Linked DNA regions of Zea mays: region 2 is linked to region 1. Evidence: chromatin contacts called from public Hi-C data. All regions are on one chromosome and are shown on one strand. Each heading gives the region's core, a stretch centred on a gene start, on an enhancer-like site or on the middle of the called end of the contact. The rest is flanking DNA. Distances are from core to core; before and after follow the strand shown. Region 1 has its middle 120 kb from the start of LOC111590253. Region 2 holds the start of LOC732806 (restorer of fertility 2).

Region 1 (7,758 bases), core at 4,961-7,460:
CTCTACTCGAAGACTTAGTACGCAGTGGAATGAGAAGACTCTTCGAGTAGGTCGCAGCGGAATGGAAGATCCTGTCTCAATATGTCCTGCACTTCAAATCAAGCTTATAACACAGATAAGTATTGAAGTGCAGATATAAAAACGAGTAAGGCAGAGAGTCAGGATAGAACAGAGCACACAGACGCAAGGGTTTATCCCGAGGTTCGGCCAAGCCTGAAATGCTTGCCTAGTCCTCGTTGGAGTTAGCCACACCTGGGCTTGGAGTCTATTTCAACTCCTTCCTCCGTTTGCTCAGATCTGTCAATATGACAGATAGAGCCTTTCACTATTGAGTGGGGTTACAACAGAACCGCGGCTGCTTACAAACTTCTTGGCAGCACCCCGGCAGAGTAACGATACGCTCAAGACCTTGCTCTAGTTCTAAGCAGCACTTCTCCTCTCTCTTAAGGCTTATAGCTGTGCCTTCTACACAAACTATAGAGTTACACACACGAGGGAGAGTGAGAATTGATTCGAGTGATGTCTACACTTGTTGGCTGCACTTGTATCTTGCTTGAGGCGCCTAGGGGTCCCTTTTATAGGCATAAGGGGCCTAGGAGCCGTTGGAAGCAATCCAGGAAAGCAAATCTTGCCTTCAGTCGGGTGGCGCACCGGACAGTCCGGTGCACACCGGACACTGTCCGGTGCCCGATTTCTTTCCTTCTATGGCGAAGCCGACCGTTGGCAGTTTTGGAGCCGTTGGCGCACCGGACATGTCCGGTGCACACCGGACAGTCCGGTGCCCTATTTGACCGTTGGCTCGTCCACGTGTCACGCGCGGGTTGCGCGGCCGACCGTTGCCCAAGCCGACCGTTGGCTCACCGGACAGTCCGGTGTACACCGGACAGTCCGGTGAATTATAGCCGATCGCGCCAGACTTCTCCCGAGAGCGGCCTGTTCACTGGAGTTCAGCCTGGCGCACCGGACACTGTCCGGTGCACCACCGGACACTGTCCGGTGCACCACCGGACAGTCCGGTGTGCCAGACTGAGCTGCCTTGGCTGTACATAGCCAGGCCCTTTGCACCTCTCTTCTTTTCTTCTTCTTTCTGTTTCTAACACTTAGACAAGTATATTAGTCCACAAAACCAATGTACTAAGTATAGAAACATACCTTCTCTTAACCATTAAATCTATAGCATTCCACATGCTTGAGCTTTGATGTTGGACTCATAAATCATCAAGTTGGCTTGACTTGATCTAGATTGACATTTCTTAGCTCCAACATCCTGCAAAGGTCACATAGAACATTTCCAAACATAGGAACAACCCAAACTAAAGATCGACATGAACTTAGCTCTTTTGGGCTGCTTCCAGTTCTGGTTTTGACACTTGTTCTCCTTCTAGTGACCTTGATCTCCTTCTTAGAGCTTGATCTTGAGCCTTATGACTTACACCACATGACTGTAGCTTTTACCTCATTGGTTGTAAGTCACGTCCTTATGTAGTGATCCTTGATGTGTCGTAGCTGTTCTCAACTCGATCACCCTCGACTTTGCAAGCCTTCTTCTTCACCCTTGGCTTTGGGTTCCTCAGTCTCCTTGACCTTCTCCCGTGCACTTGGTACCTCGAAGCTCTTCTTGCCTCAGTCCTTGGCTTGATCAGTTGTCTCCGAGCTACTCACCCGAGTATCACTTTTGCAATGTCCATCCTACTTGTGATGTCCATCATGTATCCATAATCCAGTTCTTGGACCATCACATTTGTTCACTTGTGTTGAACCCTGTCAGCTTTACACTAAGCACCTGTTCAACACTTAACACACTTGTTAGTCCTTTAATTGAGTTGTCATCCAAACACTAAAACCACAAGAGAGCTTTCACTTACATCTATTACAGATAACAACATGCTCTACACAAGAACTAGATTTATTAACAACTTCTAGCTTAGCATTTAAATCATCATTAATACTTCTTAAGCTAGACACAGTTTCATGACAAGTAGATAATTCGGAGGAAAGCATCTCATTCCTTTTTACTTCTAAAGCAAGAGATTTTTGCACACTAATGAATTTGTCATGCTCTTCATATAAAATATCTTCTTGTTTCTCTAACAATCTATTCTTCTCATTTAAAGCATCAATCAATTCATTGATCTTATCAATTTTAGTTCTATCTAAACCTTTGAATAAACTTATGTAGTCTACTTCATCATCACTAGATTCATCATCACTTGAAGAAACATACGTAGAGGTATCTCGAGCGTTTACCTTTTTCTCCTTTGCCATGAGGCAGGTGTGGCGCTCGTTGGGGAAGAGAGACGACTTGTTGAAGGCCGAGGCGGTGAGTCCTTTGTCGTCGGAGTCAGACGAAGAGCAATCCGAATCCCACTCCTTGCCAAGGTGCGCCTCGCCCTTCACCTTCTTGTAGGACTTCTTTTTCTCCCTCTTCCCGCTCTTTTCTTGTCCCTAGTCACTATCATTATCGGGATAGTTAGCAATAAAGTGACCAGTCTTACCGGACTTGAAGCAAGAGCGCTTTCCCTTTGTCTTGCTTTTGTTGGGATGCTCCTTGCGTCCTTTTAGCGCCGTCTTGAAGCGCTTGATGATGAGGGCCATTTCATCCTCGTTTAGCCCGGCCGCCTCAACTTGCGCCACCTTGCTAGGTAGCACCTCCCTGCTGCTTGTTGCTTTGAGAGCAACGGTTTGAAGCTCGTAGATAGGCATTGGGCCATTCAATGCCTCATCAACATATCTTGCCTCCTTGATCATCATACGCCCGCTTACAAACTTTCCGAGTATTTCCTCGGGTGTCATCTTTGTGTACCTAGGATTCTCACGGATTGAATTCACAAGATGAGGATCAAGAACAGTGAAGGACCTGAGCATAAGCCGGACGACGTCGTGATCGATCCATCTCGTGCTTCCATAGCTCCTGATTTTGTTGACCAGGGTCTTGAGCTAGTTGTACGTTTGCGTTGGATCCTCTCCCCTGATCATTGCGAACCTCCCTAGTTCGCCTTCCACTAACTCCATCTTGGTGATCATGGTGGCGTCGTTCCCCTCATGAGAGATCTTGAGGGTGTCCTAGATTTGCTTGGCGTTGTCCAAGCCGCTCACCTTATTGTACTCGTCCCTGCACAAGGATGCTAGCAAAACAGTGGTAGCTTGTGCATTTTTATGGATTTGCTCATTAATGAAAACGGGGTTGTCAGTACTATCAAAAAGCATTCTGTTTTCAACAATCTCCCAAATACTTGGATGGAGAGAGAATAGGTGACTACGCATTTTGTGACTCCAAAATGGGTAGTCTTCTCCATCAAAGTGCGGAGGTTTCCCGAGTGGAATTGAAAGTAAATGAGCATTGGTATTAAACGGAATACAAGAATAATCAAAAGAAAAATTCGAATTAACCGGTTTCTTTTTCTCTTCGTATTCGTCATCTCTTGGGGAAGAAGAAGACTCGTCGCTGTCGTAGTAGACGATCTTCTTGATGCGCCTCTTCTTCTTCCTGTCCTCCTTCTTATGACTCGAGCCAGAGTCTGAGGGCTTATCATCTCTTGGCTCGTTAACTATGGACTCCTTTGTCTTGTCGTTGACAACCATCCCCTTTCCCTTAGGATCCATCTCTTCGGGCGATTAGTCCCTTGTGTGAAGAGAATGGCTCTGATACCAATTGAGAGCACCTAGAGGGGGGGTGAATAGGTGATCCTGTAAAAATCAAACACTTGTAGCCACAAAGCTTGATTAAGTGTTAGCTCAATAGAATCAAGTGGCTAAGGACCAAGCTCTTGTGAAACACAATGGTCACGAAGAAAACAAGCACAAGAGACACGGTGATTATCCCATGGTTCGGCCAAGTAACACTTGTCTACTCCATGTTGTCGCGTCCCAATGGACGAGGGTTGCACTCAACCCCTTTCAAGTGATCCAATGATCAACTTGAATACCACAGTGTTTTCCTTTCTTTTGCTCTATCCCGTTCGCGAGGAATCTCCACAACTTGGAGCCTCTCGCCCTTACAATTGATGATCACAAAGAAGCACGGAAGTAAGGGAGGGGAGAGCAACACACACAAGACTCAAAGCACGAATACAAACACGCACACAAGCCACAACTTGAGCTCACAACACAATGCGGGGAGTTCTCTACTCAACTAGAGCTCAAGTCACTTATCACAAAGAATCGAATGCACGAGAATGGAGTCTTGGTGCTTAGAGATGATCAAAGAATGCTTGGGTGACTCCTCCTTGCGCCTAGGGGTCCCTTTTATAGCCCCAGGGCAGCTAGGAGCCGTTGGAAGCAATCTGGGAAGGCAATTCTTGCCTTCTGTCGGGTGGCGCACCGGACAGTCCAGTGCACCACCGGACAACTACTGTTCAATGTCCGGTGCAGATTGCCTTCCTAAAATGGCACAGCCGACCGTTGCAGAAATGTAGCCGTTGGAGCACCGGACACTGTTCAGTGCACACCGGACAGTCCGGTATCACTTCCCGGCCGTTGGAGCGGGCCACGCGTCGCCCGCGGATTTGGCGGCCGACCGTTGCGCTGGAGGCCGTTGGCTCACCGGACAGTCCGGTGAATTATAGCCATATGCCACCGACGAATTCCTAAGAGTGGCCAGTTCACCAGAAGCCAGCCTAGCGCACCGGACACTGTCCCGTGCACCACCGAACACTATCCGGTGCACCACCGGACAGTCTGGTGTGCCAGACTTAGCTGAGTCTTGGCTGCTTCGAGCCAAGTTCATTTCTTCTTCTCTTTTCTCTGATTCCAGCACTTAGACAAATATATTAGTACACAAAAACCAATGTACTAAGTCTAGAATCATACCTTAGTGTTGATTTGCACTTCATCCATCATTTGGCACATAATTACTCACTCACTTTGTGTTGGCACTTAATCACCAAAATACTTTGGAAATGGCCCAAGGGCACATTCCCTTTCAAGCGCATGACGGCATACGTCATCTAAACTGAATTTAAAACGAAACATCGCGTGGCTGGATGCACGATGCCACACATTAAATAATCTAAAATTAAAATGGATCGTCGCGCGACAAAGCGCGCATCGCAGCACATTAATAGAATCTAAAATCAAACTAATTCGCCGCGCGACGAAGCGAGCGATGCAACACGTTAATTAAACAAAGTTTAAAATTAATTAAAACAAAAAACCAATCACCACGCGCGTGGGGCTGCACACGCGAGAACGCGTTGCGCGTGCCGGGGGCGCGCGAGGCCGTGCCGAGGCCATGCGAGCCGCGCTGGGGTGCATGCAGGGGTCACGCGCACCGAGGCCGGGACGGCCGCGCCAAGGGGCCAGGGGCCGCGCCCGAGGGCCGGGACGGCCGCGCCGCCGGGAGCCGGGGGAGCCGCGCGCCGGAGGCCAGGGGGCCGGGACGGCCGCACCGCCGGGGCCGGGAGCCACGCACAGGGGCGGACCGCGCCGCCAGGGGCCTGGATGGCTACGCCGCTGGGGTCAGGAGCCACGCGCAGGGGTGGGTCGCGCCTCCAGGAACGAGCGAGCAGGGGAGAGGAGGGCGGGATACGCGCAGGGAAGAGGGGAAAGGGGAGGAAGGGAAAAAGAGAGAGAGGAAGAGGGGAGGGGGAGAGCTTACGTCAGGGATCCAAATCCGGCGATAACCGTCACCGGAGCACATAAGGCACAAGGGAGAAGAGAGAGAGGTGGGAGGAGAGGGAGTTGTGCGCGGGAAAATTGAATGAGGGAAAGAGAGAGAGAAGAGGGGGCATGCATGGAGAGAGGCAGGGGCGCCAGGGGCGCACGTGCCAGGGCCAGGCCGAGTTGGGCCAGGCCGGGCTGGGTCGCGGGAAAAATCCCACGGCACACACAACCACTGATCGGAATTCCAATCGCGGATCAGAATCCAAAATGAGACGAGGCGAACACGTGATTAAACACGACATCAGACAAAAGAAATATGCTTCGGCATGATGCAACATCCATGACAACTTAGGTTTTTGTTCACACGCAATACGGACACCAGTCGCTATACTGCTTTGAAATTGGGAAGAAGGAATGAAATGGGAAGAGAAAAGAAAGTAACGCCTGAATTTGGTGAGTATTAAAGAAGAAAAAATTCTACCCCAAATTCAGGGCGTTACAACTTCCAAAACCATTATGGGCCCAAAACTGGGGCACGACCCGACACTGTTCCCATGTGTCGGCCCACTTTCCTCTCGGCACGGCCCAAGTGATCTAGTCGGCCGACAGCCTAGGCCCACTTATCGGTCTCCCTACGCCCGCGAAATAGACGTCGCGCTCGCTAATCTGTGGGCTCCACTAGCCAGTTCCTCCGCGTGCACTTGCTTCTCTGCAGGTGGGACCCATTGGTCAGTTCCATCGTTGTCCCTGAGTCCGAATCGCAATAGAAGTTCGCCATAGCCGCCGGGATTCTCAGCCACGCCCCATCCCATCTCAATCGGACTCCCTCTTGTCACAGCCTAGCTATAGGGTATAAAGACCAACCTTCACCAAACTGTAGTGACATCGTCGCCGTGCCGAAGTAGAGGGTGAGGGAGCCGCCGCATGCCATGTGTAGGCTGCCGCCACCAAGGAAACGTGCAGATATCGTCCTTCAAGAACTAGCCAAAGAAAAGCTACACCACGACACAACAAAGGTGACCGCTGCACCCGTTCGATGAAAGGGCCCGTGGTGACCACTGGATTTCTCGCCGGAGCAATTAAACCACCCAGAACCGCCATCCTCGTAGCCAAGGTCCTGTGAAGCACGATAACTGGTAAGTCGTTTGGGACTTTCTCTATTGGACCTCCGTCTCACGTATCAGTAGTTTCGATGAGGAATGGGCGCTGTCGTGCCGAGATAGCTATCTCCGGCGAGGGTGCCACCGCGGGACTCTAAACACCGCCGCGGCTAGGGTTGGTGGAGAAGAAGTGCTGGAAGCCGTTGGATGGGGAGTGAGCGGATAGGATTAGAACGGGGTGTACCCCTTGTCCACATTAAATCACCACCGCATGATTGATGATCTATGGCCGGGTTCGGATCTGGCGTGGGTGTAATACCCAACTTGTGGATAATAAAAGAGAAGAATCAATCTCCATATATGCATTGTAATCTGTCCATTAGAACTTATGAATGGTCATGTTTAAAGTGGATAAGTCGACTAAGGAAACATAAATAATCCATGCATCATGTTGGAGGTTATTTGTTTGTGAACTTAATAATAATAATATATTAATAATGAAGTTAGGGATTACCCAAAATTGGGATCTAGAATTTGAAAATGAGATAGAAAAGGAAAGAGAAGCAAAAGAAAGGGATATGCACTAAAGAAAATATACATATATATAAATATATTTATTCATGATGATACTACTATTTGTGCACTTAATCTGTGCAAGAAACTTACCAACAAAAATTTAAATTCAAATATCAAAATTTGGAAATTTAGAAGGAAATACAAAACAGGAATAATAAAAGAAAAACATAAAACGCCGACCTGGGCCTAGGACTTCGCTCTGGCCTTACACAACACCTACCGCGCGGCCCAGCTTATATGAGACGCTGACATGTGGGGCCTAGGAGGTCGGTCGCCCTTGCATTTGCTACCCTCGCTAACACCTGGGGCCATGCGGTAAGAGTCCACCTCACGCACCTTGTGCCACTGCAGAGTGGGACCCACTAGTCAACTACTGATTCCGCGCGTGTTGTCCAGTGGAAGTAGTGCTGGTCGCTTACGAGTGGACCCTTCTTGTCAGGATTGTCCCCAACTTGCGGACGAGCTATTCCAACCACCTTGC
Region 2 (6,846 bases), core at 1,184-3,683, 330 kb after region 1:
TTATTGGCTCGATTAGTATAAGAGAAAACTAAGAGACTTCATGATACAATTCTGATCCTATAGATCATAAGTGCAGTTAGTAGACAATATGTATCGATAGTCGTGTGGAGACAAACTCTTCCTGAAGAGCTCGTCTCTTGATTTTGTTTTCACTTACATCTCTAGAGACCCCATAATTAATGGGATTGTAATGCCCTTACAGCTACAAATTTGTAGAGTAATTTATAGCCGTCTTAAGAACACATATGTTTTCATTTATTATTATAAAAATACTCATATATTCAATATATCTATGACTATTAGACTATTAATTAGTGTTCTTTTCTTGCTCTATTATAATTGTTTACCTTTATTTACAAATAATTGACGATATTTCAATAATATAATACATTCACATTTTTTCTTTGTTTTGTAGCCAATATATATTTGGATACGGTTTATGTGTCAAGTCAGATATAGATATGCTGTATGTCGACGGATATAATATTTTAGCTGCTAATCTTCTGTACGTGACAGCACTGCCTGACGGTACATAACGCTTTCTCTGTGTGAGCCCGCCCACTTCAAGCATGACTACAAACGCGATTAGGCGGCGATTCACAGAATTTCATAAAATGATTTTTTCTCTCTCTCTAGATGATAACTTTTTAACTAATAGTTACTTGCTACCTCATAGATCCAATTTCAAGCATGACTACCTAAGCTTAACTAATTTAAATTATTATTTTTTTTGTCCAAACTAGTAAGTAGGCCTAACTCATAGATCCAAATATGCCCTAGCCCACGGACATACTTGCAGCCGGCGACAACTAATTTCACCATAGTATCCTACTACCAATGTCATAATTACTGCTTTCCTTGGTTAATCCCATAATTTCAACGGCCAGAAATGAAGATGAGGTAGTTTTTTTTTCTTCCCTTAAATTAGAAAAGTCCACGGCCTCACCATCTGAACCTGCTGGCCTGGTGCAGCTAGTAGTTCACACACCCCACCACCCTTTTGTGGGCCCCACATCCATCCCATCCACAGCGCCAGCCTCATCATATATCCATTCAGATCAAGTATAATAATAAGCTCTAAACCTGACATTAAAAAGTAGAGCGAGTAATGTTTTATGTAAGAGCTAGGTGTTACATGAGTTTAAAGATAAAATGATGAAAAAGAAAAAGACGAGAGATTTATCTAAGAGCCAACCTTAAAATCAGCTTTATTATATAAGTGTGTTTATTATTGGTTCTAGTTCTAGATGATATAATCTATACTATACTTAAAGCTACAAATAACCCCTCACAGCTATTTCAAATTAATCTGCTGCACGTCTATAGATGCCAAACGATGCCCGACACGGGCTAGATGCATGCGGGCCACAACTATAGCACAGGCACGTCATGTCAGTCTGCTAACTATGTCGGGCCAGCCCGTTAGCCCGTCGATCCATTTAATTAAATCGGCACGCGGGCCACAATTATGGCACAAACACTTCATGCCGGTCTGCTAACTGTGTCGGGCCAGCCCGTTAGCCCGTCGATCCATTTAATTAAATCAGCGTAAAATATTAAAAAAATGGTGCAGGAGGTGGGGTTCGAACACATGCCCCTGATAGAAGAAGTGCAGGAGACACTAGGTGAAACTGTCTAACCACTAGAACATCACACTAAGATATTTTTAATATTGAATATAAATTGTATATAGGTATATACGTTTTTTTGTAAAATAGAAAAATAATCGTGTCGGGCCGGGCCAGCACTACGGGCCGAGGCTACAGCCCAAGCACGACACGACGTTCTTGGCTCTTGAAAGCATTAGGTCGTTTCTGAGACCACAATGGACTACATGGTGTTTGAGGTTGCTGAATTGGATGGAGCAGCAATGATTTGTCACACTAACAACAAAATGAAAGGTTATTTGTTGGTTTTAAACGTTAGTAATTGCTATGAAGTAGCATAAGTTATATGGAGCGTATCCAGTTTTATTGATGCCTGATTTTAGCAATCACTCCATATTTTGATTTATCTTTTTTATAAGTTTGACTTGGGACTTATTTTAGAAACTTGATCTCATAAACTCTCTTATTTGGTCTCTGTATGATGAAATTATGTCATTTTATAATCTCTATTCATTCAGTCAATCGTTGTGAACTCTCTTCTAATCGCTCACTTTATTGGCCGTGTTGTACCAAGACATATTTGCATGGAGTAAACAATAACATCAGTTAGCCAAATCAAAAAATATATTATACAGAGAGCGGAGACAATCAATAAAAAATCTTGAAATTTTTTGATGGATAGTTTACGTGGGTATTGTTGTAAGCCGTCGCGGGCAACCGACTAGTAAGAATTTAAAGCTAACAATAAACTTTATTATTAAACTTGCTCTTAAAATAACGCCATAAACACCCTCGTTTTCCCATTCGAGCCCTGAAATCCCAAAAGCCCAAACCAAATCCAAGCGCAAGAGGGGGCAAAGCCGCAAAGGGGGAGGCACCAGGCACCGGCAGCCATTACTTACTGGTCCTCACTCCCACACCAACCAACCAACCTCCTCTGCCTGCCGCTTCTCCTGCTGCGGGCGGGCACTGCTGCAAGTACTAGAGGAGGACATCCGCTTCCATTACTGCGCCTGCGGAGGATCGGAGGAACCAGTAGCGGAGGCTTCGATTTTCGGCGGGCGCAATAAATTTCCCGCATGGCTCGGAGGGCCGCGTCCTCGCTCGTCTCCCGCTGCCTCCTGGCGAGGGCCCCTGCCGGCGCGCCGCCCGCTGCCCCCTCTGCGCCGCGCAGGACAGGTATTGTTTCGATTCATTGCTCCGGGCTTCTTGGACCTCACAATATGCCCGTACCACTAGTACACTGCTATGGATTTTGGTCTTGCGGCGGTCCCTGTTTCGTGTTCGTAACAGGATTTTTTTGTTCTCTATTTTTTTTGTATTACGGGTTCCTGATCTTGTCTTTGATCTTGTCTTTGTTCATGATGATACCACCGCATGCCCCCACCTCTGTTTCCCCCCGGGTTTCTTTGTTCGCTTCAAGGGGATCGGGATAAATATGTCGTGTGGTGTCATCTTTTTCTTGTTGCGCTTTGGATCTGATCAGTCGAGCAGGCATCACTATCTGAATTCCTGGGTGTTTAAAACTTGTGATGCCCGTGTGTAGAGGTGCGGTCTTTAGATTGTTGTCAGATTTGGCTTGCTTCCTTTTGCTCCATAGATCACTGCTGACGTAAAGGTTGTTGAACCTTGTAGATTTCGCCTTCTTTTTTTTTCAAAAAAAATATAAAAACACATACATGATTTTCACATGTAATCTCTCTACAATTAGTATCGCCTTTAGATTGTTGTCAGATTTGGCTGGCTTCCTTTTGCTCCATAGATGACTCCTGACGTAAAGGTTGAACCTTGTAGATTTCGCTTTTTTTTAAAAAAAAAACAAAAACACATACATGATTTTCTCATGTAATCTCTCTACAATTAGTTCTTCTGAGTGATCACCTCATCTTCATTTCTCTTGCTCTGTCTACCACTAGCTGTGTGTACAGTACCAGTCCTCATCTCTTGGAGATATCGGCCACTCGACTCTTCTGTCCAACGTCGCCTTTACCCACCATCGTCTTGCGTGCCTTCTGCAATTATGGCCATTTCCAATTCCACCTTTGCCCTCACCCTTAGGACTCGGGATGTGTGACTTCTTGGCCTTGTGCGTCATCACTGACACTGAGAGTCATGGCTTGAATAGGTGTTTGGACTTTTCCGCTCCACAGATAAGAATTTTCCGGGATACGATAAGATGCCGATTTTTTCCTCCGGTCCTTGTCAGCACTGTGGAAAACCAGAGCTTTTGGTTCTCTGCAATTTTGTTTGCTACCCCCAACTGCTTGATATTGGATTATTGGTGGCTGGCCACTCACGAAATTCTACAGATTGTAAAGGACAACCATGATCTGTTTACGTCAAGAAATTCATGATCAACTTAGTGAAATGTCAAAGGTAGCCAGTTCTGATGTAACAGAACAAAGCATCTTCCATCTATTGCTTTACGCAACATTGCCATTAGCCCAGTGCCACAAAATGATGTGTTCCAACCTCCTTCTGTTCTGCTACAAAATCTTCAACAAATATAGTGTGGTAATTTCAATTCACTATTGCTGAATTCCAAGAAAAAAAATTCACCACGTGTGTGAAATAGCGCTATATGTATAGAAACAAAAAGGATATATCACATACAATGCGCCTTTGTCTTGCTATGCCATGTTTAGGGATATTCATGCTTTGGGGCACCAGATATGGTCAGAATGTCTCTTTTAGGACTAATTTGAGAACTCTATTTTTCCAAAAGATTCCTATTTTCCCAAGAGAAAATAAACTAATTTCTCTTACGGGGCGTTTGGATCCCTTCATTTTAAAGGAATTGGAATTCACTCAATAAAGTAACTTATTTAGTTTGGAATTTGGCATTCCACCACTTTCCAAAGTTCAGATATAAGACTATCTCAAATTCATAGGGTGTAGGATAGGAAATGATTTTATGCATGATTAGAATTTGTTTCTAATATGTAACTTACATGACACTCTTCGTTCTACTCCTTTATAGTAAAAATGTAGCAAATAAATATTTAGGACATCTTGCTAATAATAGTATACAAATATATTTTGTATAAAAGTGAATTAGCTTAATTGGTATATGACTAAATTACTATTATTAGAATAGAATTCAATTCCAGTGATCCAAACGGGGCGTTAGGAAAATAGAAATCCCTTCCCTTAGCCATATATAAAGCCAGGCCTCATTTAATGTATTTGTTTCTCAGAAATTCGCTACTATGTTTCTATGAGTCTTGGCATCTATGAGTAAATAGCATATTACCACAGTGCCTGCAGATGGGATGCACAGGCTGTTGCCAGGTGTCCTTCAGAGGTTCAGCACTGCAGCAGCAGTAGAGGAGCCCATCACGCCGTCAGTCCATGTGAACTACACAAAGCTCCTCATTAATGGGAACTTTGTTGATTCCGCATCCGGTATGAAACTCCATTTCTTTTCTATATGAGCAGATTGTTAGTAATCAAGCATCCTTAGACTTTTTCTTTCAACAAAAACTAGTATTGACAAGGCTGATCCAATAGCCACTTTTCTGGGCTTACACATGATACCTGTAGGCCCACAAAATGGAAAAAATATAGATCGGTTTTTGTTGCTTAAAATCTGCTTTTAATGTGAGGGGTAAAAGAAGAGTAATGAAAATGCCATGTCATCTGTAGTGTTTCAAGCTGATATGCTACCCAACAACAAAATATGCATGATTGCTTAGACTTCATTAGAGTACAAACCCACACCCTTGTAAATCATCCCCCCTTTAGAAACTATGCTTCACCACAAAGCACTGCACTTCTAAGAATTCAAACAGTTCTGTTATCCACCATATATTTGCCAAAATTTTATCTAATACAGACCTGCAACATGGCAAAGATTTATTGTAGTTTTTTTTTCTGTTGTCAATGATAAGTCAAACTCACCATTTGCGATGTGTAATTTTCATCTTATCAGGCAAGACCTTCCCAACTCTGGACCCTCGTACAGGGGAGGTGATTGCTCATGTGGCTGAGGGTGACGCAGAGGACATTAACCGTGCAGTAGCTGCGGCTCGCAAGGCTTTTGATGAAGGGCCATGGCCGAAGATGACTGCCTATGTAAACACTCAGCTTGAGATTTTAGTTTCTGCCGTATCATCGTGGCCTGAAGCCATGCTCACAGATGGTTGGAATCTAACTTTGCAGGAGAGGTCCCGTATCCTACTGCGGTTTGCTGATTTGATAGAGAAGCACAATGACGAGCTTGCTGCTTTGGAGACATGGGACAACGGGAAGCCATATGAGCAAGCAGCCCAGATTGAAGTACCCATGGTGGCCCGTCTTATGCGTTACTATGCTGGTGATTACCTTAATTTAATATTAACTAACGGAAGTTGTCTGGAACAATACAAACATATATACTTCCATGTCTAACTTGGTTCCATTTCCTCTGTTTTTTTTTCACAGGTTGGGCTGATAAGATCCATGGGCTCATTGTGCCGGCTGATGGCCCACACCATGTACAGATCTTGCATGAGCCAATTGGTGTTGCAGGTCAGATCATCCCATGGAACTTTCCTCTTCTGATGTATGCCTGGAAAGTTGGCCCTGCTTTGGCATGTGGAAATACTCTCGTGCTCAAGACTGCTGAACAAACCCCTCTATCGGCTTTGTATATCTCCAAATTGTTGCATGAGGTTGGTGAAGTAAATTAGTACTCACTTTCTTTTATTGCAATTATTGAATTTACTTAGAGAGAATGGGCTTTGTTTCGTCATACAACTTTTTTTATATGTTCTAGTGACATGTTTGTGTTTTATTGGGAATAAAAGATGCTAGGATTAGTCAACCATGTTTCTTTTTATCTTTCATAATACTAGTATATAGACCGGTCTAACGCTACGATTCCGAGGAGGGGAGAGCAATGGAGGGGTTGGCGGTGGTGTTAGTGCGAGTGAGGAGGAGGGGGCGGTGGGGTCGCTGTGGGAGGGGGAGGGATGAGGGATAATCTAAATAATATTATCTATTGAATTTGAGTGATTAAGGGAAAGAGGGTTATCTAGCGATCGGAACTGTTGATTTTGATAGTGTATTAGTCTGAGTGCAATTTGTTTGGTGGATTTAGTGGAGGTTATGGGTGTGGGAGTGCTTTGGTTGAGCGGGTTTTGCAAAGTTTAAACTGATAGATTATATAGTGGTATAGATGATGGATGGAGTGATCTTTCAAATCTCAATGTTATTTTTACTAAATTTTCTCCCTTGAGTCACTTTGCATCATGTCTAC

Evidence for each region. A called contact is a pair of places that touch in the nucleus more often than the background predicts.
Region 2: a contact with region 1 is called in a Hi-C map of ear, with 2.7 times the contacts expected there. The contact joins the promoter of LOC732806 here to the enhancer-like site in region 1. A contact is called at or near these places in 2 of 25 Hi-C or Micro-C datasets (ear and leaf).

The regions. Positions count from the first base shown.
Region 1 is chr9:36,104,626-36,112,383 of Zm-B73-REFERENCE-NAM-5.0, forward strand. No RefSeq gene overlaps it. Among protein-coding and RNA genes, the nearest start is that of LOC111590253, 120 kb to the right of the region's middle. Within about 2 kb of position 6,211, at least 16 of the 20 cell types and tissues checked have an H3K27ac peak or open chromatin away from gene starts, as enhancers often do. A contact at or near this core is called in ear and leaf, where this site is marked.
Region 2 is chr9:36,438,684-36,445,529 of Zm-B73-REFERENCE-NAM-5.0, forward strand. LOC732806 (restorer of fertility 2) reads left to right here and starts at 2,434. Exons shown (of 11, transcript NM_001112421.1): 1 at 2,434-2,786; 2 at 4,866-5,012; 3 at 5,539-5,681; 4 at 5,769-5,922; 5 at 6,030-6,259. The coding sequence starts at 2,687.